Regions from separate parts of the Mus musculus genome. Here region 1 is linked to region 2. A link is a contact called in public HiChIP or PLAC-seq data. All regions are on one chromosome and are shown on one strand. The core of a region is the stretch at or near the end of the contact, and the rest is flanking DNA. Distances in the headings are between cores, read along the strand shown.

The links. HiChIP or PLAC-seq counts read pairs in DNA pulled down with a chosen protein or histone mark.
Region 1: a contact with region 2 is called in an H3K4me3 HiChIP or PLAC-seq map of embryonic stem cells, with 15 read pairs. The contact joins the enhancer-like site here to the promoter of Manba in region 2. A contact is called at or near these places in 3 of 484 Hi-C or Micro-C datasets (myocytes, nephron progenitors and palatal mesenchyme), 4 of 115 datasets of contacts at active chromatin or transcription factors (embryonic forebrain, embryonic stem cells and memory CD8 T cells) and 2 of 9 other capture datasets (adipose tissue and liver).

What each region holds. Positions count from the first base shown.
Region 1 is chr3:135,562,559-135,565,258 of GRCm38.p6, reverse strand. Manba (mannosidase, beta A, lysosomal) reads right to left here. Exons shown (of 17, transcript NM_027288.3): 14 at 1,910-2,054. Among named protein-coding and RNA genes, the nearest start is that of Gm46827, 45 kb to the left of the region's middle. Within about 2 kb of position 1,433, at least 8 of the 459 cell types and tissues checked have an H3K27ac peak or open chromatin away from gene starts, as enhancers often do. A contact at or near this core is called in embryonic stem cells, where this site is marked.
Region 2 is chr3:135,484,338-135,487,037 of GRCm38.p6, reverse strand. Manba (mannosidase, beta A, lysosomal) reads right to left here and starts at 1,427. Exons shown (of 17, transcript NM_027288.3): 1 at 1,181-1,427. The coding sequence starts at 1,357. Gm30992 (a long non-coding RNA gene) reads left to right here and starts at 1,437. Exons shown (of 3, transcript XR_376111.4): 1 at 1,437-1,928.

The DNA of each region.
Region 1 (2,700 bases), core at 184-2,683, 78 kb before region 2:
CAGAAGAACAAGACAAAGAAAAAAGGGTGGGGAAAAAATAACCCCATGAAGTGGATGTATAATATAAACCTTAGTTTTGTTAAAACAGGGAACAAGCTTTCTAGAAAATACCATTAGCTACTGTCTGAGGAGGGGGGGGTGAAGTAAAGATTTAATTAACTAAACACATAACAATTTTTTCCAGCTACATGGTTTTTAAAAAAGCATCCTGATTATCCTTTTTTTTTTTTTGTCAATTTTAAAGCAATTTGGTGACTAAGCCATTTTGAAGCAATAAATCAAAGACAGTGCAATGATTAATAGGCTGTCCTTGATTGAGGCAAAACTGGAGTAACTGGAGTAACTCAACCAGCCTCCGAAGCTCGCGGAGCCTCGGGACCCTGAGCTGCCAGACTTCTGCGAACTGCTTTGTTACTTGCAAAAGCAGATCACAGCGCTAGAACCTAGGACATAGCCTGGAACACAGTGGTGCCCAGTTACCTCCACTGAGAGAGACAGAGACGCGAAGGTAACCACACGGTATAGGGTGCAGGCTGTGGAGTTGAATGACAGATAAGACCCCAATTCTTTCTAGTTTTACAAAATTTCATGTCTGAAGATCTCATTCCCAACGGTTCCTGTTTTCTCGTTTGTTTGTTTGTTTGTTTGTTTGTTTGTTTGTTTGTTTTTCGAGACAGGGTTTCTCTGTGTAGCCCTGGCTGTCCTGGAACTCACTCTGTAGACCAGGCTGGCCTCGAACTCAGAAATTCGTCTGCCTCTGCCTCCCAAGTGCTGGGATTAAAGGCATGCGCCACCACGCCCGGCTTGGTTCCTGTTTTCTTAAAGCAGTGATTGGTGGGAGAAGCGTGGTACAGACGAGCCACTCCCGTTGGATTTTTACTGGGGACGTTTTCTGCTAGTGGGAGATGGCTCCTGGGGTAATTGACATCTCACGTATGACATGTGACAACCATTAGAGCAGATAGACTGCAAGTCAGCATCGTCACTCTTCCCCCTTATAGCGTCCCATGATTCCCTCTACCGAAGAATCAGAGACCCGTCATGACCCCTTAATTTTTTTGAGATACAAACATAGATGAATTCATTCTAAGCGCAAATCCCACTCCAGGCATGTGACCCGTTGCTAGTTGAGCTGGTTCAGGTGCCAAGCTTTCCTGTTTGCAGTTCTGACTTTGCTACCTTCTCCAAGGCACAGCTGAGGCACATAATGAGGATTTTATACTGTTAAGTCAGATTCACCGGCTTTGACACATACATGAGGTAGGTAACCTTCTGCTCGGCAGAACTCTCCCACGCAGAACAAGGTAAATGCCCTTTAGGCCCTGTAATAAAACCTCTTAAATAAATGCAGAAGCCTATGTGATGAGGGCTTAGGGGAGGTGCCGGGGAGGAGGGGAGGGCTCACGCAGTGAGGATGGGGAGTTGGTAAATTGCTTGCCATGCAAGTTCAGATGCACAGACCCTGTGTAAACAGCTGGGCACGTCAGCATGCCTTGCTCTGGGAAAGCAGAGACTGGGGATCCTCGGGGTTTGCAGACTGGCCAGCCTCGATGAATCCATGAGCTCCAAGAGCACCGGGTCTGGGTTCAGGGTGAGGCAGGAGAGGAAGATGCAGAGTGATTGATGAAGACACCTCATATTGACCTTTGGTCCATACACCTCTCCACCCCACATCACACCTGGGATCTCTGTACCCGAGCCCGCTCCTTCCTCCACAGCCCACTGTGACTTTGCGGAGAATAGCAAGCTCGCGGAAAGACTGTTAGGGCCAGCCGGGTTCACGGAGGGTTCAGGGAATAGCCACTTTGGCCCAGTTCTCCTTGCGGTAATCTGACTCTTCAGGCTCTGCGTTTTCCCAGTCCCTCTCCACACAGGCATTGCTTTCTCTCACACAAAGAGATATACTTACCAAGAGAGGCCCAGGAAGGAGCCTGCCAGATATCGTTCAGCTGCCAGTACAGTGCCCCCATGGTGTGGCCTTTTCCGTCCACTATCTCGCTGCGGCTGCGCAGGTAGAACTCGGTTTCTGTTTTGATGCACTGGGCTTGCATCACCTGAGCAGGGAGGCATTCACAGACAGGTATTATTGTTCGATGTAGGCTGTCGAGATGTCAGAAGTTACAGGCTTGGGGCAGGTTGGCTGTTTCTTTGCTTACCTGCTTGTGTTTCTTTTGTTTTGTTTTGTTTTGTTTTGTTTTGTTTTAGAATAAATTGGATAAACTAGAGTGTTGGACTTGCATTGATTAAGGCTACATTATTTTTCATTAATTAAATTAATAAATGTTACTACATAATCTTGCCATGAGAGAAACTGCTGTCTACAACAGGGCCGGGGAGGGGCTTGGTGTTTTGTTGTAACAGCAGATGACAAAGGAAATGGGATGTCACGAAAGCCAATGATGGTGTAGGAAACGAGGGAGAGAAAAGCTATCATTCCGGAACAAACGCTGTACGCAGTCAAAGAGCACACTGTTTTGCAACAGCAGATTCTGCAATTGCATTCACAACTTTGGAAAACTTTATTAGGAAAAAAAAAATCTACTACAAGAAAATCAGCATGGTTGTTGTGAGTAAATTAGCCAATCTCTGTTTTTCTAGACTAACTTTTCACATCATGGTTTTTGATAATTAGCCCGAAATTTCTTATGGCTGTCATTTCTCCATTAGAGCAGGATAGGCCATATGATGCCAACAGATGAA
Region 2 (2,700 bases), core at 178-2,677:
CAGCCCAGATGCCCACTAACAGACAAATGGTTAAAGAAAATCACACACACACACACACACACACACACACACACACACACACACACACATTTTCCATAGGAAAAATGATGTAATTAGGCTGTGCATGATGGTAAACACTTATATCTCCAGCACATGGGAGGAGGAGGCAGGAGGATCAGGAGTTCAGGTGGTCCTCAGTTACATTGGGAATTCAAGGTCAGCCTGAACTACATGGGATCCTGTCTCAAAAGCCAGAAAAAAAAAAGAAGGTAAGGATAATGAAGACAATAAAAATTGGTAACAAAACAACAACATAAGACAAATGAGAATGAAAACAAGATATGGCATGTTTTTACTCATGTTGACTCTAGATGTAAATATATGTATTCATAAGTGTACGTATATAGGACACCATAATGGAAAGAAACTCCTTGAACGAGGGAGGGATCACGTGGTGGCAAGACCCAGTAAAAAGTGAATATGGGCAGAGAACATGGTGCACTCACATGAAACTATCATAAAGAAACCTACCACACTGTTGGATGACAGACTCTCATTTAAAAAAAAAATGTCAGCACGGTATTCAGGCTTTAGGATTGGGGTGTAGTTCGGTGGTGGTACAATGTGTGCTTAGTATACTCATGGTTCTGGGTCTCTCTCTCTCTCTCTCTCTCTCTCTCTCTCACACACACACACACACACACACACACACACCACACACACACTTGCACACACTCCCCTCCCAAATATTTAGGCTCCTCATTAGCATCAACAACCAAACTTTACTAGTGCTCTCCCCAATCCCTTGTGTTTATTTCAAACCTGACGCACGAGGCTTCAAAGCAGAAAAAGAAAACCCGGACATCCTAGGGTCGGCGAACTTTGATTAACTAAAAGCTACAAGCATCCAGATGATTGCAACAGTAACCCTGTCCGGAGGGAGAAAGGTAAGTCCTCTTAGGAAATGCTTGAGCAGAGAATCACCACAATAAGTAGACAGCAGACATACCGTTTGTTTCATATACACAACTTCCGCCTTCCAAGGTCACTGAAGACCCAGCGAGGGAGGGTCAGTGTCCACAACTGGCCTGAACTCCCAGGCCATTCCCCCAACTGCCCACAGCTGCACCTACTGACCTGGACCCGCATGGGGGGTGTGGGGGGTGACTGTGCGTCCTACCTGGATCAGCCCGTGCTGGTGCAGGGCGCTGTGCACATAGCCGGGGACAGTCGCCGGTAGCTCCAGGGAGCCATTCCCGTTGCTCACCCGCCAGCTCCCGCTCAGGCTGTAGCTAGGACCTGCCACCACGCAGCCGGCCCGAAATAGCGCCAATATCAAGAGCAGGTGAAGATGCATGCTGACCGCTCGCAAGCAGGAACCCGGCAGTGTCGCCCAAGCCTTGCCAAGGCCTGGACGCTGTGTCCCCGCCCCGAGCACGGACCCGCCCCCAGGTCAGCTGAGCGCTTCCCGCAGCCCTGCAGGGAGGAACTGAAGCCGGGACCCGCCACGCGGGTACAAGCACCGCCCAGGGCCAGGGTCTCTGCGACCTGTGAGCTGGGCTTCTCGCTCCAGCTCGATCCTGTAAGTGGGGCGCTCATCCGAATGATGAAAAGCGACAGAAAAGTCTGGAAAGCAGAGTCTGACCATTTGGGAGACGACAGGTGCGCGTCCACAATAGTACGCAGGCTCTGCCCGGGGACAGCTCCTACCACGCCTGACCAGCAGATTGTACATGGTCCCCCGGCCCCAGGATTTGTCAGGCTGAACGCTCCCTCAATACGCGACCTGCTGGGACTAAACAGTGCTAACTATAAACTCGTAGGGTTGCTTCAACTGTTGACTGAGAGGCGCCATGTGCTCCCTGTTAGTGGTGGCTACATCATGGAGCTGCTTCTGAGGTTCCTATGAAACTGCGTTAGTGTTACAGGTGAGTCTGAAATTCCCTCCTTCACTGTTGAGTTGTGGGACTGAACAAGCAACAGAATTCCCATTCCCTGAATTTAAAAGAATGCAGATGCCAAGCGTGCTGGCGCACGCCTCTAATCCCAGCACTTGGGAGGCAGAGGCAGGCGTATTTTTGAGTTCGAGGCCAGCCTCCTCGAACAAAGTGAGTTCCAGGATAGCCAGGGCTACACAGAGAAACCCTGTCAAAAAAAAAAAAAAAAAAAAAAAGAATGCAGACGCTTAGCCGGGCCGTGGTGGCATACGCCTTTAAGCCCAGCACTTGGGAGGCAGAGGCAGGCGGATTTCTGAGTTCGAGGCCAGCCTGGTCTACAAAGTGAGTTTCAGGACAGCCAGGTCTACACAGAGAAACCCTGTCTCGAAAAAAACAAAACAAAACAATGCAGACACTAATTTCAGAGACGGAGACGCAGGCTGGGTTCTTCATCTTCTTTTAAATAAACAAAACACCCCACATTTTACTTACTAATTTCATGGAGGAGTTGAATGGGGGTTCCTGCCACAGCGAGCGTGTGGAAGTCAGCAGACAGCTTGTGAGGAGTCCCAGGGCTAGAACTTAGGGTGTCAGGCTTAGAGACATTCCCCCTTAACGGCTGCTCTATCTCATTGGCCCCTGGGTTCTTCTCATGAAGCAAAACTCGGAATATATATATATATATATATCTACTACAGCTTAAGCAAGGACATTGAGAGACGCTTCAGAAAGGACAGCAGTACCCAGAGGACAAAGTTCAGCT